Linked DNA regions of Mus musculus: region 2 is linked to region 1. A link is a contact called in public promoter capture Hi-C data. All regions are on one chromosome and are shown on one strand. Each heading gives the region's core, a stretch centred on a gene start, on an enhancer-like site or on the middle of the called end of the contact. The rest is flanking DNA. Distances are from core to core; before and after follow the strand shown. Region 1 holds the start of Usp40 (ubiquitin specific peptidase 40). Region 2 holds the start of 1700067G17Rik (RIKEN cDNA 1700067G17 gene).

Region 1 (5,231 bases), core at 2,292-4,791:
TTCCAGAGTGGTTGTATAAGCTTGCAATCCCACCAACAATGGAGGAGTGTTCCTCTTTCTCCACATCCTCGCCAGCATCTGCTGTCACCTGAATTTTTGATCTTAGCCATTCTGACTGGTGTGAGGTGGAATCTCAGGGTTGTTTTGATTTGCATTTCCCTGATGATTAAGGATGCTGAACATTTTTTCAGGTGCTTCTCAGACATTCGGTATTCCTCAGGTGAGAATTCTTTGTTTAGCTCTGAGCCCCATTTTTTAATGGGGTTATTTGATTTTCTGGAGTCCCCCTCCTTGAGTTCTTTATATATATTGGATATTAGTCCCCTATCTGATTTAGGATAGGTAAAGATCGTTTCCCAATCTGTTGGTGGCCTTTTTGTCTTATTGACAGTGTCTTTGCCTTACAGAAGCTTTGCAATTTTATGAGGTCCCATTTGTCGATTCTTGATCTTACAGCACAAGCCATTGCTATTCTATTCAGGAATTTTTCCCCTGTGCCCATATCTTCAAGGCTTTTCCCCACTTTCTCCTCTATAAGTTTCAGTGTCTCTGGTTTTATGTGGAGTTCCTTGATCCACTTAGATTTGACCTTAGTACAAGGAGATAGGAATGGATCAATTCACATTCTTCTACATGATAACCACCAGTTGTGCCAGCACCATTTATTGAAAATGCTGTCTTTTTTCCACTGGATGGTTTTAGCTCCCTTGTCAAAGATCAAGTGACTATATGTGTGTGGGTTCATTTCTGGGTCTTCAATTCTATTCCATTGGTCTACTTGTCTGTCGCTATACCAGTACCATGCAGTTTTTATCACAATTGCTTTGTAGTAAAGCTTTAGGTCAGGCATGTTGATTCCACCAGAGGTTCTTTTATACTTGAGAAGAGTTTTTGCTATCCTAGGTTTTTTGTTATTCCAGATGAATTTGCAGATTTCCCTTTCTATTTCATTGAAGAATTGAGTTGGAATTTTGATGGGGATTGCTTTGAATCTGTAGATTGCTTTTGGCAAGATAGCCATTTTTACTATATTGATCCTGCCAATCCATGAGCATGGGAGATCTTTCCATCTTCTGAGATCTTCTTTAATTTCTTTTTTCAGAGTCTTAAAGTTCTTATCATACAGATCTTTCACTTCCTTAGAGTCACGCTAAGGTATTTTATATTATTTGTGACTATTGAGAAGGATGTTGTTTCCCTAATTTCTTTCTCAGCCTGTTTATCCTTTGTGTAGAGAAAGGCCATTGACTTGTTTGAGTTAATTTTATATCCAGCTACTTCACTGAAGCTGTTTATCAGGTTTAGGAGTTCTCTGGTGGAATTTTTAGGGTCACTTATATATACTATCATATCATCTGTAAAAAGTGATATTTTGACTTCTTCCTTTCCAATTTGTATCCCCTTGATTTCCTTTTGTTGTTGAATTGCTCTGGCTAGGACTTCAAGTACAATGTTGAATAGGTAGGGAGAAAGTGGGCAGCCTTGTCTAGTCACTGATTTTAGTGGGAATGCTTCTAGCTTCTCACTATTTACTTTGATGTTGGCTACTGATTTGCTGTAGATTGCTTTCATCATGTTTAGGTATGGGTCTTGAATTCCTGATCTTTCCAAGACTTTTATCATGAATGGGTGTTGGATTTTGTCAAATGCTTTCTCCACATCTAACGAGATGATCATGTGGTTTTTGTCTTTGTGTTGTTTATATAGTGGATTACGTTGATGGATTTCCGTATATTAAACCATCCCTGCATCCCTGGAATGAAACCTACTTGGTCAGGATGGATGATTGTTTTGATGTGTTCTTGGATATTGCCTCATTGTGTAAGAGAAATCAAAAGGATGGGATGAACTACAGTTTTAACTACAAAGGAACAGAAAATAAAGTGGGTCAGACAAATGTAGACAAGACTGTCTATGGAGAGACCTAAAGTGTGAGAAATGGGGGTGGGTGGGAGGGATTGGACAGTTGAGTGCCCAGAATTAGAGAAAGTACACAGAAAGTAAGCCAATCCAAGAGATAAGATAACTTTGGGGTATGGCCACTTGCAGTAAGTTGACCCCAGAGAGAGAAGGAGAACGTAGACAGGTGGTAGAATGGAACTATGAGTCAGAACATAACAAAGAGGCCAGGCTGTCCTAGGTTGCTTTCTATTGCAGTGATGAACACCACCAGTAAAAGCAACGTGGGGAGAAAAGGGTTCATTTCAGACAGCTCACAGTTCATCACGAACTCAAGGCAGGGCAGCAACTCAAGGCAGGGACTAGAGGCAGAACCTGAAGTGGAGGCCATGGAGAAACCCTGCTCTCTGGCTTGTTCCCTCTGGGTCACTCAGTTTGTTTTTTATACAACCCAGGTCCACCTTCCCAAGGTTGGCACCACCCATAGTGGGCTGGGTCCTCCCACATTAATCATTCATCAAGAAAATGTCCCCACACTTGCCTCCAGGCCAATCTTATAGAGGTATTCTCTCAGCATCTGTTCCCTCTTTCCATGTGACCCTAGCTTGTGTCCCGTTTACAAACAAAACAAAATAAAGTACAAAAACAAACAACCTACCAAGAAAAAAAAAAAGTAATCAAAACCTAACTAACAAGCACATGGGTGTAAGGGGATATAGCTGCCCAGAGGGAAGCCACCTATGCCTGTGGATCTTGGCTTACAGTGTTGAGTTTTGGTCAGGGAATAAAAGTTTAAGGTATAGCTGTGATTTTTAAATAGGAGGATAAAGTACCATAAGACAGAAAGAGATATGGCCAGGAAAGCAAAGTGAAGGGGAGGTTGCTAAAAAGCAAAGTGGTCCTCCACCTGGAGTACTGAGAGCTGTGTACTCTCCCAGTCCATTTCCTGGCCCAGACCCCTTATTCCTAGCCAATGGTCATCTCCAGTCCTTTCCTCCCAACACTTCCTCAGCGTTCTAGCCACACCAGCCTCCCTCAAATGTTCCAAAGACAAATCCCTTGGACTGATGGTCACTTGGACTCTGCCACCCTCAACCCCCATCACCCTCCATCTTTATTCCTGTTCTCCATCTCTTAAACTCTCAGCTGAAATAAAAATTAGATTTCACCTGTTTCCTTCATTCACATCCTGATAGAGGTTGGAGGAGACGAGGGAGATACAAATGGGGTCTGTGCAAAGGATGGGAAGTAACCTATCCGAAGAGCTCCAGCAGGACAGACAGTTTTGTGTGCATACATGCTTGCATGGTTATATATAAACTACTTAAGGTGGATTGAAGGCGATGTAAGAAGGTTCACAGAACGTAGAGCATTTTCACAAGTTTTGTATCAGAGATATACTTTGAAGAGGAAAAACTGTTTTAAGGTTCTTTTGTTATCCTAGAGCAGAGACTATATAAATACATACTCCACTTAAATGGTGAAAGCTCTAACAGAATGTGGCTCCAACGCTTTTTGCAGGCAGCAATAAATACAAATTTTAACTTGTAAGCCGTCTGGAAAAAGAGCAGTATAACTACCCATAAATCTCCGCGTGGCGCGACGCACCCTGGGAAGTGTAGTCGCATCTGGGGTGGGGGTGGGTGGTTGGAAATCACTTTCCAGAGACACGGCCTCCTCGGCATGGCGGTGCCCGTTCGGAGCGAGTTCGTTTACTCTGTGCTGTGGCCGGGGCGGGGGTCTGGGCTATAGGCAGTAAGTGGGGCTGGGGAACTGGGCGCAGGGAGGGACGAGGGCAGCGTAGGGACGACGCCGGCGGCCTGGGGAGAGACGCCGGGCCTCTGCTGGCAGCGCGTCAGGGGTCGGGCCGCGGGGACGCGCGCCTGGTCGCGCTCCTGGGCGCTGGGCGGCTTGGTGGGCGGCAAGGCCTCTGGAGCGGCGTGACGGGAAGCCAGCCCGCGAGCTAGCTCGAGGCCTGCCTCGCGAGTTCCATTTCTTGAGCTTTTGTTCAGAGGACTGTGTTGGGAAGGAAGAAAACTGCATTTTGGCCATTCCTATCACTTAAGAGAGTGTTCTCAGCGTTTTACCCCAAATGTCCCTTCCCCACACAAGAAACAGAACAGATTCCCGCAGGTCCCCACTTCTGCAGTTGGATTCCTGGGTATGTTTTGGAAGGCCATTGGACTCCATGGCTCTAATGACCAGAGTTTTTCTTCCTCAAGGTACTTACTCCTGGCTCTCTAGTTTAGGGCCAAAGTGCTGAAACTACTGTCAAGATTAATGTGATAGGGTTAAGTCACTGAAACGCTGTGATCTGGTACTGTGTATGAAGGGATGGGGGAAGCTGAGATTTCATAATTGATGAAGGCTCCTCCCCTTCTCTCCCCCCCCCCCTCATTTAGTGATGTGGAATCCAAGAATAGTTATCGGTTCTTGTGGGTCAAGCCCTTTGTACTCAGTAACCTTTCTTTTGTCATGTGACTGGTTTAATTTACCTATGAAAAATACGCAGCCCCATTTTACATAGAAGTAAATGTTAGCTAAAATAACTTGTCCAGGATCACACAGGTTAATCAGGACCCCGTGTAGGTAGGAAAGACAAGTCAGGTCTCGCTTTCTCCAAAACACAAACTACTGTGTTTTCTGAAGAACGATTTAACAAAACAGCTACGCTCGAATAATAAGAGAAAATTGGGGGTGGAGGTACATTTAAAGAATGGAAACATTTATGTAACATATTTTCTTTAAAGGATAGCGTTTAGTTCCACCATGTTTGGGAACCTATTTGAAGAGGATTATTCCAGTGTGTCAAGTAGTCAGTATGGAAGAGGGAAGAAATTAAAGACTAAAGGTTTGGAGCCGCCTGCCCCTAGAGAATTCACCAATTTAAGTGGAATCAGAAATCAGGGTGGAACCTGTTACCTCAGCTCCCTTCTTCAGACGCTTCATTTCACACCTGAATTCAGAGGTATGCTATGTGACATGCATTTGAATAATATGTACCGTGGGCTTTATATGTAATTAGTTATGAAAAAAACATAAAAGAAAACGAATCTTAAGGTGGATTCAACAATATGTGTTTCATTGTTGCAAAGAAAGACATATATTTGCCGTTCTCTGAAGAAAATTATGAAGCTTACCATTTAAAAAATCTATTCTGTGTAGTGATGTAGTGTTTCATAACAACAGCAGCAAAAACAAGGCAAGGTATTTCTAATTCCCATAATTTGAAATACAACATAAAGAGAATTCTCTCATCTTTCTCCAGAGTAACGGTCACTTAAGACAGGGTTACACATGCAGCTTGACTTCTGCAGTGGGAAAAGTTGTCA
Region 2 (5,435 bases), core at 2,446-4,945, 1.0 Mb before region 1:
GTGAAAGCCTCTAGCTTTGTGTCCAATAAGCTCAGTACATGTTGGCTTTTTACTCCTGTCTATGGGAAGAGCAGCCTGGAAGGGAGTGTGGATATCCCCTCCATTGCAGCTGATGATGCATAAAAACTGATTGGGATTGGGGGCTGGAGAGATGGCTCAATGGTTATGAGCACTGGCTGCTCTTTCAGAGGACCTGAGTTCAATTCCCAGCACTCACATGGCAGCTCACAACCATCTGTAACTCCAGTTCCAGAGGATCTGACACCTTCACACCAATGCATATAAAAAATAAAATTAAATAAATTATTAAGAAAAGAGATTGATTGGGATTGGTCCCCCTTGGGTTTAAGGGTGCTCCTTAATTGATATTTGTTGATCCTAGACCCACTTGCCAGAAAGATCTGTTCTGGACAAACCTCATTAGCAGTATATGTCAGCCACAGGGATGGTTTCGGGGCTCACTCAATCGATGCAAAGCTCAGGGCTTAATTTTTCTCTAGGTATAAGCAAGGAAGCCAGGGCCCAGGGAACTGTGGGAGTCCTTGTGACCTTGAGCAAATCAGCAGAAGACAGAGACAGGGAAGGGGACAGGCAGGAGTCTTGAGCAAAACCTGAGTAGACTTCTTTCTCCCCTCCACCCCCCAGACCCCATATACGGGTTGCACCAGCTGTGCCTCTGTGAGTCTCTGAGACTAGTTGGCACTCACACCTGGGCTTTGAATCCCAAATTGAAGTTAAACAGGAAGCCAAAGGCTCCACACAGGACCACTCCAGCATCTCCAACTGAGCCTGTTCCAGGGGATTTCTTCTCTCTGGTTGACATGTGATCCTTCCCACAGTGCACCAAAACCCAATCCAACATGTCTGCTTCTCTTCCTGGTCTACCGAGCAGCCACATACAGAAGGTCAAAGCTCTTAAGATTCTCCACCTTTGTGAGCTAGTATATTCCAAGCACATGCCATTCACCCTGTAATTTAAACTCACAGTTCACCCTATCATGTAATTTCTCCATATTTCAGAGACAGACTTGTTGGTTATCATGAGGACCTCATTGTAGTAATATTTTCTTATGGCTATTAATTAAAATTATACTAACATTATACTTAGTTGCAAAAAGCAGATAGTAGGAACATATAGAAAATGGAAGGTCCTGCCATAAATCCCTTACATTTCAAGGTGAGTTCTCTTGGCAGTATTAAATAAATCAATAAACAATGAAAGTTGGGCAGGAGAGATGGCTCAACAGTTAAGAGCACTGACTGCTCTTCCAGAGGTCCTGAGTTCAATTCTCAGCAACCACAACCATCTGTAAGGGGATCTGATGTCATGTTCTGGTGTGTCTGAAGACAGCTACATAAAATAAATAAGTACATCTTTTTCTTTAAAAAGTTTATTTAGGCAAATAAGCATCTCCGAAGCATTTTTTAAATAAAATTCTTAATTTGTGTTTCAAGGATATTTAAGACACTATTGAGATAATGATGGATCTTTGCAAGCACAATGCAAACGAAACTGATGTTAAACCCACCAATCAACCCAGAAACTCGCCTTGAGAAAGCTTTTGGTTGTCAGTATGAGATGGGTCTTTGGAATTGGTGGGTTCTGACAGAGTGGTGTACCTGTGACAAAGGGCGGCACACTATGAAATGGTAAGGGATATAAGGCATACTGTATATGCTGTTTTAGTTGCATTCTTTAGCAGCTTAGAGTAGGAAGGTTTTATTCGACTTACATTTCCAGACCTCAGTCCATCATTAAAGGAAGTCAGGGTGAGAACTCAAGCATGAACTTGAAGCAGAAACCATGGAGGGCTGCTGCTTGCTGGTTCATCAGCAGGCTGTGCTTAGCTAGCTTTCTTGTACAGCCCAGGACCATCTGCCTAGGGAATGGTGCTACCCACAGTGAGCCAATTAGCAATCAAGACAATCCTCCACAGATATGCTTGCAAGCAAGTACAATATCCCTGATTGGAACAGTTGAGTCTCCTACCTCTGGTGACTCTAGGCTATGTCAAGTTTGGACAATTAAAGTTGACTAGGACATATGACATCAGATGAAAACAGAAAAAGCAACTTATACAAAAGTGTGCAGGTCTTTCCCTTACAGTAAAGAAACATAGTATTATATTCATTAGTTGCTTTTCATAAGTTAAGATAATTTTGCATTGGGAAATTATCCCTAGAAAACGAAATATAGAACCATCATATCATCTATTAATAACACACACACACACACACAGACACACACACACCCAGAGAGAGAGAGAAAGAGAGAGAGAGAGAAAGAGAGAGAGAGAGAGAGAGAGAGAGAGGTCACTGCAGTACTGTTCACTATTCACACTGGTTGTGCAACCAACCTGTGTCCATCAATGCAATATGCATAAGGAAAACAGGACATATATACACAATTGAATATACTATTCAGCCCTAAGAAAGGCAATCCTAACATTTGAGACAATTTAAATGAACCTGACATTATGGTATATGAAGAGGTTAGACAAAGAAAGGCAAATACATCATGACCTCAGTGATGTGTGGAATCTAAAAAATATGAGTTCAATACACACACACACACACACACACACGCACATGCACACACATATAGAGAGAGACAGAGACAGAGAGAGACAGAGAAAGAGTAGAACGGTGACTGGATTGTTGAAGGAGGAACTTTGGGGAGTGTCAGTGGAGGAAGACAAACATGATTGGACATAAAGAGTAACTTCAAGAGACTTACCACACGCTACAGCACCAGTATAGTAATAGTTAATATACATATTATGTTCTCAGAAAATGCTAAGAGTTTATATAGTCTCACTTCAAATACTAACTATGCAAAACAACACATACATTAATTAACCAAATTATTCATTGCACAATGTGTATATACTTTGGAATGGCATGCAGTACATGATAATTTATACAATTTTATCTGCCAATTAAAAATGGCTTTTGAGGTGAAGATTATTTTTGGATGAATCAAGATATTTTGGTTATTGTGTTCTAGCGCTGGCTGTGGGCGTGAGAAGAAATCCAGCACAAAAAATCTCTATTAGACGATGCCCTGGGTCACTATAGCGAGGCTCCATCTCCCTCACTGGTCTCTACAGGATACATATGTCTGAGGTGGCCTGGGAAAATTTATTTGTTTTACTTGCCTTTAAATTTCACGGAGTCCAGAAGGCACTTAAAGGAAGGAACTTAGATCACATGTGTCAGAATCCATCTAGTTTCTTGACAGTGAACCACCAGAGCCTGCTGCCTCTAAGAATTAGGGATAGAAAGTCACCTGCAATTTCAGAAAAAACAAAAAACAAAAAACAAAAAACAAGAGTGTTTGCTGAGGAGGGGAGGGAACCCACAGAGGGTTCCTGAGTGGGAAAGCCGCCAAGGAGCTGGAGTTGAGGACCGTGGGCATGGGAAGGCAGTGAGTACCATATCTGATGCTGAAGAAATGGAGCGCTGCTGGCTGAGTAGACCAGGAGCCTGAGAAACATCCCCGCTACTGAGATAGAAGCCAATGGTCTGAAAAAGAGATGGAGGGGAAAGGAAGGGAAGAGGTGTGAGCAGCCCGGAGAGGGGGAGACCTCGTGCACTTCAGGAGGTCGAAACCAAAAGGGAGACGAAGAAAGACAGATGTTTTTTGAGTTAAAGATGGAGTTCGCCCTCCAGGGTCACTAGAACAAAATGGCCTCAGTTAAGAGTCCACACCTAGACTTGGCACCACGAGGCTTCCTTATTCAGGAACAGAGAAGGAACATCGGAACACTGAGTTTCAGGTTGGGGGTGGAGTAACCGCTTTGAAATCAGAAGCAAAACTGGGAACCGCAGAGAGGTAAGGGGAACAGACCCTTTCACTTCCAAGTTGCTTTTAGTTTTGGTTTTTATCATAGCAAAAGAAAGCCAGGCAGAACTGTAAAGAAGGGAGAAAACTTGTCGAATCAGAGAAAATGTTTTATTGTCAGAAATTAGAGAGACAGAGACAGACAGGGGCAAGGGTGAGGGTAGGGGTTGGTTTTTCCTTAATGCAACTCGGAGAAATGTCTTTCCTATCCGGCTTCCAGAAGCTTCCTTGCCTGCGCGTTAGACCTGCTTCTGTGCTGAGTTTTTATATCCTGCCCAGGCTTGGTCACAGAAACCGCCCCGTGCCTCTCCTAGTTTCCACAGCTCCCAGGCACGCAGGTACTTTGGGCGGTGTCTGCACTTTTGCTTGGAGGAGTGCTCTGACCTCATGACTCAGCAGATGCCACGCTTAATTGGAGGTCTGGGAGGGGACGGTAGTTGGCTCCCTTGTGTTTCTCTCCAAAATGGTCCAAGTTTAACGGCTGCCTGTGCTGATCCTGAGCAGGTGTGTGATGGCTGAGAAGGCGTTTTCAGAGCATACAATAGCCTGTTTACCTGCTGTCTTCCCCTCCAACCCCCCTCCTTTAACTATTTCCTCCCTATCCTCCAGAGAGTCTGTCTGTGCCTGAGAATTAAGCTTTTGCCTTCACTTCGTTTTTATATATGGAATCTAATTAAACCTTTCAATTTGATTTTATGTGTGTCTGTATATGGTATATACATGAGGTGTGCACTCAACTGTGTTTGCCCATAGGCTGAAGGTCCATACCAGGTCTCCTCTTCTGGTTTCCATTTTATTCCCTGATACAACCCTCCCTAGATCATCATATCCTGAACTCACAGCCAGGAGAAACATATTTTCTTAATAAAGCACCTCTATTGTTATTGCTAGATCCTTAGTGTGTTTTCTGGTTATGGTAGATTTCAACTTATTTTTCTTGTTTCTCCTCCAGTCGGTGCTGATTGGTCAGTGTTTTCCACATGTTTTCTGGGATGCCTGTCTGACCTTGTCTGGCTGACCAGGCGCAGTGCTAGGGAGATCCTCTGTGTTTTTGAGGTAATTTTGGCTATGCTAAAGGTGTCTTGGAGTGGGGGCTTCCTGCCAGGTGCTCTCCTCTGCCTGTTAATTTTAGTCCAGTGCCCAGTCCCCCACTCTGTCTACAGAGCGTGCTAATCTCTGATTTAGGCTCTGATTTTCTGAATACCACATTGGGTCCCCTGGCCTCACCTCTATTCTGACTTGATTCCATTTGTGTAGTAGGTGTCACCTCCCAATTGCACCCTCTCTTTGAAGGAAAGACCTTTCAATGCACCCTCTCCTAGATGGAGAGAGAAAGTTACAGGACTCATAAGGCTCTCCCCGGGGCAATATACTATTAGAAATTGCTTGAGAGAGGAGACTCTTTGCAGGAGCCAGAGCTGTACATGGCGTTCCAAAGATGCCCCTCTGGCGAGTCCCGTGCTGGGGCTGGCTTTGAGTCATCTATGCTTCTATAAGGAGCATGCTCTTGTAAGTAAAGCACAGGAAGCCCACTGGTTCACCCACCTAAAGCTTGGGTGGAATTGCTTCTCTGCTCTGTCGATGGTACCCT

The links. Promoter capture Hi-C pulls out the DNA fragments that hold promoters and counts their contacts.
Region 2: a promoter capture Hi-C map of embryonic stem cells shows a contact between it and region 1, with 2.8 times the contacts expected there. The contact joins the promoter of 1700067G17Rik here to the promoter of Usp40 in region 1. A contact is called at or near these places in 3 of 39 promoter capture datasets (embryonic stem cells, liver and stem cell-derived epiblast-like cells).

What each region holds. Positions count from the first base shown.
Region 1 is chr1:88,006,861-88,012,091 of GRCm38.p6, reverse strand. It overlaps Usp40 (ubiquitin specific peptidase 40), which reads left to right and starts at 3,541. Exons shown (of 32, transcript NM_001198573.1): 1 at 3,541-3,654; 2 at 4,650-4,867. The coding sequence starts at 4,669.
Region 2 is chr1:89,014,373-89,019,807 of GRCm38.p6, reverse strand. It overlaps 1700067G17Rik (RIKEN cDNA 1700067G17 gene), which reads right to left and starts at 3,695. Exons shown (of 3, transcript NR_040471.1): 1 at 3,436-3,695; 2 at 3,159-3,262. Gm34194 (a long non-coding RNA gene) reads left to right here and starts at 3,630. Exons shown (of 9, transcript XR_003947921.1): 1 at 3,630-3,835.